Regions from separate parts of the Mus musculus genome. Here region 1 is linked to region 2. The links are chromatin contacts, called in public promoter capture Hi-C maps. All regions are on one chromosome and are shown on one strand. The core of a region is the stretch at or near the end of the contact, and the rest is flanking DNA. Distances in the headings are between cores, read along the strand shown. Region 1 holds the start of Lin37 (lin-37 homolog (C. elegans)). Region 2 holds the start of Rps16 (ribosomal protein S16).

Region 1 (4,004 bases), core at 1,460-3,959, 2.2 Mb before region 2:
GCCTACACAGAGCAGAGCCAAATCAAAGGCTGTGAGTTCTAGGGCACCAGCAAAAAAAAAAAAAAAAAAGACAGTGGGTGGTTGGGTGGTTTGGAAGGGATGATGGAGGCTCCAGAACTCTAGGAGATCTGTGTCAGAGATGAACGGGCTGTCCTGGGTGGGTCCAGCTCCCCCCAGAGCAGCTGGAGGCCAACTCTCTCACCCTTGTTCTTCACTCTAGATGTTTGGCGCTCAGCTGTGGGCTTCCTCTTCTGGGTGATCATTCTCGCCACCTGGATCACCATCTTCCAGATCTACCGGCCCCGCTGGGGCGCTCTTGGGGACTACCTCTCCTTCACCATTCCCCTGGGCACTCCCTAACAACTTCATAAGCTGCTGATCTGTTCTTTCTCCCAGGATGAAGGCTTCTCTGCTCTAGGCTTTCCCTCAGACCCTGAAGACATCTGTTTCTCATTTCCCATCTGCCCCAATAAAGGACCCTAACTTTAAATATTGAGTTCTTGGGATCTTTCGGAGCCAGAAGGATAAAATGATTGCTAACACTCAAAGGCACTTACTGAATGTGTTACATGTTAGGCTTTGTGCTTTTACCCAGTGTATGAATTTTTATTTATTAACTACTGTTCGTACCTTTCTGAAATAAGAACTTTCCTACTTCGGAAAGAAATGACGCTCCCACTTTGAGGGGCCCCTATCTTGCACTAGTAGTTGTGAATTTAAGATTTATTTACTTTATGTATATGAGGACACCAGTGCTCTCTTCAGAGACTCCAGAAGAGGGCATCTGGGTGTCAGCCACCATGTGGTGGCTGGGATTTGAACTCAGGACCCGTAGAAGAGCAGTCAGTGCTCTTACCCGCTGAGCCACCTCTCCAGCCGGGTAGTTGTGGATTTAAAAACACAACTTTCTGAACTGGAGCAGTAGTTTACTGGCAGTGCACTCTGTTAACATTCCTAGCCTGACAAACCAAGCAAGAAAATCACTTTCTTGTTCTAGGCTTTGGTAGTCTCTGCCAAGGAAGAATTCACATTTCTCCCTCTAAGGGAGGTGTCTTATCCAGGAGCTTCCTTAGGACAGCTTCCTTGACTTTCCTATTCTTTATTCTTGTTGTTGTTGTTTTGTTTGTTTTTTTTTTTTTTTTTTTGGTTTTTCGAGACAGGGTTTCTCTGTGTAGCCCTCGCCATCCTGGAACTCACTCTGTAGACCAGGCTGGCCTCGAACTCAGAAATCCACCTGCCTCTGCCTCCCGAGTGCTGGGATTAAAGGCGTGCGCCGCCACCACCCAGCCTATTCTTTATTCTTGATTTAGTTTTGTGTGTGTGTGTGTGTGTACTTTTATGTAGTGCCCATGGGAACCAGAAGAGGACATCAGCATCCTCTAGAACTGCAATTATACATGGTTGTTAGACACCATGTGAATCCCCTTAACTACTGCGCTCAACAAGTGAGCAAGCCCTTTCTCTGGCATCTTGATCTTCTCATTTAAAATTTCATGGCCAGTCAGTGGTGGTGCACGTCTTTTATCCCAGCACTTGGGAGGCAGAGGCAGGCAGATTTCTGAGTTCGAGGCCAGCCTGGTCTACAAAGTGAGTTCCAGGACAGCCAGGGCTACACAGAGAAACCCTGTCTCAAAAATAAATAAATAAATATTTCATGATTTTGGTGGCTTATGTCTGAAACCACAGCACTTGGGAAGCAGAGGCATGGTGGATTTCTGTGACTTCCAGGCCAGCTGGGGTTTGTAGTGATACCCTGTGTCAACATAATTTCAGCAAAGAGTCTAGTGAGATAACTCAATGGTAGGGACACTTGCTGCCAGTCATGACCTGCGTTTGATCCTCAAATCCTGTAAGTGATCTGACTGCTACAGGTGTGCCCCACCCCCCAATAAGTTAAGAAAAGCATATACCCAACAGGTTGTTGTGTTAATCACACACTGGGGAGGCTGAGGCAGGAGGCCTTCCGGGAGTTCAGAGACAGCTTGGGTCACATACATAATGAGCTTCAGGCTAGACTGAGCCAGAGTGAGGCAATAAATAAATAATGATAAAGTCTCAGTCCCCACTTTGATGTTCCCTATTGAGTATTTTTACATATTTGTGTGTTCCCATTACATTTCACTTAGAATTTTTGGCTTGTTTATTGACTATCGTCTATCCTCTACACGATAAGACACATTCTCAGCAAGGATTTTTGCCTGTTTTGCTCGTTAAAGCGTCCTCACTATGTGGATGAGTACCCAGCGCTTTTAGTATTTAAATGAAAGAGAGTTAGCTGAGAAATACACCTAGCGAGCTCTCTGTCAGAAAGGATCCAGTCCGTCTCCAGAATGATCTTCCTGTGAAGGATGTCAGTGACTATGATAGTTACTTAGGAGCTGGAAATAGGTTTAGTGGCAATACTAAAATATAACACTACAAATCCCGAAAAGCCTTGGGATGTCTGAGTCTTTGCTTCCCATAGTGCTCCTTGCGGCGCAGGCGCATTACCTCCGTCTTGAGCCTCGGAAGTTTGAATCACAACCCCCACCTCCGCCCCCCAGGTGCCTGGCTTGTCGTTGGTTTGTTTCCGGATACAGGGCCTCGGGAAGGTGGAGCCTAAGGCTGGGAGCCAATAGTACAGGCTGTCAATTGGCCAGCAAATGAAATTGACGTTTTCATCAACTAGTGGGAAAAAGCAGTTGCCAAAGGGTCCCGCCTACAGAAGGGGAAGAAGGGAAGTGGCCGCCAAGGCAGTCGCGGCTGGACAGTGCTCAGGCCCGAGGACCAGTGGTGCCCAGACTTACCTTTGACCTTTCCCTGCCCGCCTTCCGCCTAGCTTTTGAACCACACCTCCTCCAAGTTTTTCTGATCCAGCGCATTAGACCTGCACCCAAATCATGTTCCCGGTAAAGGTGAAAGTGGAGAAATCAGGTGAGGACTGGGGATCCAGGAGAGATATGTTAATAGTGAAAAAGCGGAGTACGCGACATCTCTCTGCAGCCCATATGACAGGATCCTCTAAAAAGGGTCCTTTTCTTTTTCTACCTCACTTTCCCCATTTCTGACAGTGGGCATGAGTCATCAATTGTGGAGTGTCCCTGAATCAATCCTCACTGGCTGTGCATTCCAATAACGCTAGGGTGTAGGGTGATAAATAGACAAGGTGGGAGGAGTGGCAGGGTGTAGGAAGGAAGCGGGCAGCAGAGCAGCTAGGGCGACTGCAGCCGTGAGGAAACGGAGGCAGAGAGATGGGAGGGGAGGAGGACAGATCTGTGGGTTCTGGGAAGGGACTTTCGACTTTTCCTTTGAGGGAAGTGGGTAGTCTAGGGAGGTTTTTGAAGAAGGAGTGAGTTGGTAAAGGTACACCCCAAAGTGCAAAAAAACAAACAAACAACAACAACAAAGCTTGAGTGGACATCCTCAGAGATGCAGTGAGTGGAGAGAGGGCTGTTCGTGTTGGCAGCTGCCTTTATTCCCAGGGCATGGAGAACAGAGACAAACGGATCTCTGAAGTCAAGGCCAGTTTGACCTACTTAGCAAACAACATGCCAACCCAAGGCTATATAGTGAAGAACTGGGGGTGGGAGGAGAGAAATATATATAGTGGAGGGAGCCTCACTACAACTATGCAGGTAGGACAAGGGTGGGTTTGGAAACGCCAGACTGAGTACAGACCCCATTTTCTGGAGTCAGGATTGAAGACTCCTTGAGGGTTCTGTGCTGGAGAAGATCAAAGCCACGTTGTGTTGTCTGTCTGTCTTTGTATTTTTTCTTTCTTTTGCTTATTGTTTGAGAGAGGATCTTTCATTGCTGAGGCTGACCTTGAAACTCTTGATCCTCCTACCTCAGCCTCCAGAGTGCTGGGATAGCAGACATATGCTATTATGCCCAGTAGGCTTGGCTTTCTTTTAGGAAGGTTCTTTTGTCTGCATTATAAAAGGAGGTGGATCAGAAAAGATGACAGAGGCTAGGCGCTGGGTGGGAGGAAAAGGCGAGGTAGGGAGGGGATATATTGACAGACT
Region 2 (3,873 bases), core at 225-2,724:
AAATATGGGGTTAGGGAGTTAAGTCATACCCTGACTTAACCACTCTCCATGGACATTCATCATCTCCCTTTGTGTGGTTCCCACCATCACCAGAATCAAGGAGGCAGCCTATCCTAGGATCCCTGTGCCCCTCAGAGTCCCATGTATATGTGCCCATAGAGACCAGAAGAGGGCCTGAGACACCGAGGAGCTGGAATCATGGAGTGACAGGCAACTATGAACTTCCCCAAACAGGAAGCAAGGTCAGACAGGTCCACTGTTCTCACAGTGGTCATTCCATCTTCTCTTTGGATCAAATTTGTCCAATACCTAGGACCAGTCTATCCAGAAGCTCCCCGAGTGGCAGGCCTAGAGCCACCTCCATCACTGGTGTTGGCCCAATTCACAACACAGGGTACACACACCAATCGTTCAAATAAACTGACAGACTGTCCTTTTTAGTCACCTGACAGACTTGGATTAGACTAAGCACGGGGGTCTAGTGGCATTAACATCAACACTACCATTAGAATGCATTGTCTGCAAGGTATGATATTCCTTCTTACATGTACCAAAACTCATACAACAATGAGTTCTGGGTTGCAAAAGAGGATTTGTTCTTGCACTTGTTTTCCAGTTTTTGCCCACTAGTTCAACAAAAACCCATACAAGTGCTACCAATGTTAGACTTCAGAGGACTCCTATTGTATTTTTCAAGGTTCCACGTTGTAGCCCCATGCTGACCTAAACGGCGGCGCTTTGGATTCGTAACTCGTAGTATGCTATCCTCCAAGGAGCTAGGAGTATACACATGAGCTGTAAACTCATACTTCTAGACCAGAAATCGTCAATTAGGTCGGATACACTGTGCTATTCTCCTGGCCACGGGCCCCTCGCATCTGGAGAGCTTCGAGGTTATAGAATAGGCCACGTTTTCATGTATTTTACCAGCTCCGACTTCATCTTTCCCGAGCCCAGGTTAAGGTCTACCGCGAGGTAAGCCATCCTCCTTCCCCCACCTCAACTCCCTATCATCCCGGGGCCTTCCCTTCCGTCTCGCCACCCGGACGCCCATGCCCGACCCCAACACCTTGTACTGCAGCGTGCGCGGCTCGATCATCTCCAGGGGACGTCCGTTCACCTTGATGAGCCCATTTCCCCGTTTGCAGTGGGCCACAGCCGTGGCTGTTTTCTGTGAAGGGCGAGGGAGACGGCGGGGCCGTGTGAGCGCGGGACCCTGGCTCAGCGGGCCCCAGCTCATCATGTCACCCAGCCAGGGCCTTCTCACCCCCCTCCCCACCCCCACCTCTTTCTATGCCGCCCCTGGCACACCTTGCGTCCGAAGACCTGCACGGACTGCAGCGGACCCTTGGACGGCATAGCTCCGAGCACAAGCACGAGCTCCACACCGCGCAGCGCCGCGACCGGAAAAGGGAAGCGCGGGGCCAACCCAGCCGATTTTTCAGGGTCTGCGCAGGCGCATTGAGTGCTACGTCACGACAGAAGCGGGCTTTACGGCTGACGTCGAAGCCTGAGAGGGGACGTGTGAATTGCGGCGGGAACGCCTTCAGGCAAGGGAGGGGGCGGTGTCGGAGGGGAAGGGGCGGAGCTGTGCGGGACCCGGAGGGTGGGGACTCCGTCCAGAACTCGGAAGATGGGGCTGGCCTCCTTTTTCCATTGCTTTTCCGCAGCCTTGGTCTTGACTTTCGGCCAGTTCTTATAGACATTCCTGCTCTTCGATGCTCTCCTTCGGCGCTTCTCCAGGCCGATTCTCACCCTCTTCCTCCCACCCTTTCCCAGGATCCCCATCCCATCGGAGTCTTCCCGCATCCACTATGCTAAGTCAAGCTGGCTTTTCAGAATCTTGCCTCCAGAACCCTCTTTCCTAGCCCTTACGATCCCCCGTCGCGAATCAGCCTTTCACCAGAATTGCCTTCCTCTTCTTCCCAGGAAACCTGACCCCTTAAAAGCCCTTTCCAGCGCTCTCCTAAATAAACTTCTCTTGCCTTCTGGTTGTGCCTTATATACGTTTTTTTTCCTCACAGACTCGGGCCTTCGCCTGCTTTCGCTGCCAAAATTAACTACCTCTTTGGTGGCTCCTCTCCCCAGCAACTGCTCCAGGGACATTGTTCTCCCAGCTTGACCCTCCCCTAGAGAACTACCCTCAGGACCTGTCTTCAGGGCAGTTATCTTAGATCATTATCCAGAATCCTCCAAGTAGCCTTGTTTTAAGATTTAATACTTTTTTCGAGGGCAGGTTCCCGAGGGAGGCCTCCAATCTCCTTGGAAATGTAGTTACAGGGTGTCTGAGCCACACCCAACTTGTGTACCTGTAACCAAACTCAGGTCCTCTCTAGGAAAAGCAGTTAGTGCTTTTAACCACCATCTTTCCAACTTCCAAGTGACCGTAATGCTCCTCTAAACCCTCCGCTCTATGTGTTTACTCCACAGAATTCTCCAGCCTACCAACCTGAGGAAAACCAGCTTTTAACTTTTCCATAGTACCCACCCCAGAATTGTTCTAAGTCACTGGGCAACAGCTTCTCAGGATTGCCTCAGTTTCTCTTGCAGCACAGGGTGTGGAGGACATTAAGGGATGTGGAGACATTTGGAAGGCAGAGTTGTCAACAAAAAGACTAGGTATGGTCATGTGCACCTGTAACACTAACACTTGGAAGGAGGAGGAAGGGTCAGGAGGAATCCCGACGCCATCCTCTCCTCATTATGAATATCTGGCCAGCCTGGGCTACATGTGACCCTGCTTCAGAAAGAAAAGAAACTAGCTAGCGAAATGCCCAAGCCTGAGGGCCCGAGTTTGGTTCCTGGGACTCACAGAGTAGAAGGAGAGAACAAACTCCTGCAGGCTGTCTTCCAAGCTCCACATGTGCACGCGCATACACAGACACACACTTGAATGTAATAAGATGGAAGACACACAGTGGATCTCTGGATTAAAGGTCAGTGCTCCAGGCCAGCCCAAACCAAAGCATAGCACTGTCCACACTGGCGTGACCATGCCTTGGCAGTGGTAACTCCTTCTTGGAGCTGGGAAGTTAGGGGAAAACCACTGGGCTCTGTGTGCAAGCAGTTATGCATGCTTGAACACGCTCACAGGAAACAGTAGGGCTGATGTTCTGGATTTCTGACCCACTACCACAATCTTCAGCAGATAAACGTCTTTCAGACACATAAGTGATAATCATGTTGATTACAGTCACACTTAAACAGCGCTTGCTCTTCGCCAGGTGCTGATCTACTCTAAATGTGCCGAGTGCGTTGGCGAGTGTTCTCTCTAGGCTGGCTAACTCCGAGGTGGGCAGACATATGATGGCTACACAGCACAATATTTGTCCTGGACATCATAGATTCATATTTGTCAACTTCCAGCAGATGGCAGTAAAATTCTTTGTCCTGCCCTGGTGGGTCCTTCTGTCCACCCACTCCCTTACAGCCCACCCCCTACTCCCCTGCTCCATCTCTCAATTTCTTTTGGAGTCCAGTCTGGCTGGAAGTCACAATATAGCTAAGGAGAAGCTGACTTTGAATCCCTGATCCTCCTGCCTCCACCTCCCCAGTACGGGGACTACAGATGTGTATGTACTTCTGCATCCAGTTTTAAGTGTCTTAAGGAAAGGGCGCATCTTTTTCCTTTTGTTTGTTTGTTTTTTGTTTTTCGAGACAGGGTTTCTCTGTATAGTCCTGGCTGTCCTGGAACTCACTTTGTAGACCAGGCTGGCCTCAAACTCAGAAATCTGCCTGCCTCTGCCTCCAGAGTGCTGGGCCACCATGCCCGGCATTTGAGTGTGTTTTAAGATTTCTTTTACTAGCCAGGCCATGGTAGTGCACGCCTTTAATCCCAGCACTTGGGAGGCAGAGGCATGCGGAGTTCTGAGT

The links. Capture Hi-C pulls out chosen DNA fragments and counts their contacts.
Region 1: a contact with region 2 is called in a promoter capture Hi-C map of liver, with 3 times the contacts expected there. The contact joins the promoter of Lin37 here to the promoter of Rps16 in region 2. A contact is called at or near these places in 4 of 39 promoter capture datasets (cranial neural crest, erythroid cells, hippocampal neurons and 1 more), 2 of 115 datasets of contacts at active chromatin or transcription factors (astrocytes and embryonic hindbrain) and 2 of 9 other capture datasets (liver and pancreatic islet).

The regions. Positions count from the first base shown.
Region 1 is chr7:30,558,351-30,562,354 of GRCm38.p6, reverse strand. Lin37 (lin-37 homolog (C. elegans)) reads left to right here and starts at 2,709. Exons shown (of 9, transcript NM_029377.2): 1 at 2,709-2,913. The coding sequence starts at 2,880. It overlaps Psenen (presenilin enhancer gamma secretase subunit), which reads left to right. Exons shown (of 4, transcript NM_025498.3): 3 at 1-31; 4 at 221-490. The coding sequence ends at 360.
Region 2 is chr7:28,348,290-28,352,162 of GRCm38.p6, reverse strand. It overlaps Rps16 (ribosomal protein S16), which reads right to left and starts at 1,474. Exons shown (of 5, transcript NM_013647.2): 1 at 1,312-1,474; 2 at 1,070-1,171. The coding sequence starts at 1,359. AF357399 (snoRNA AF357399) reads right to left here and starts at 623; the gene lies at 530-623.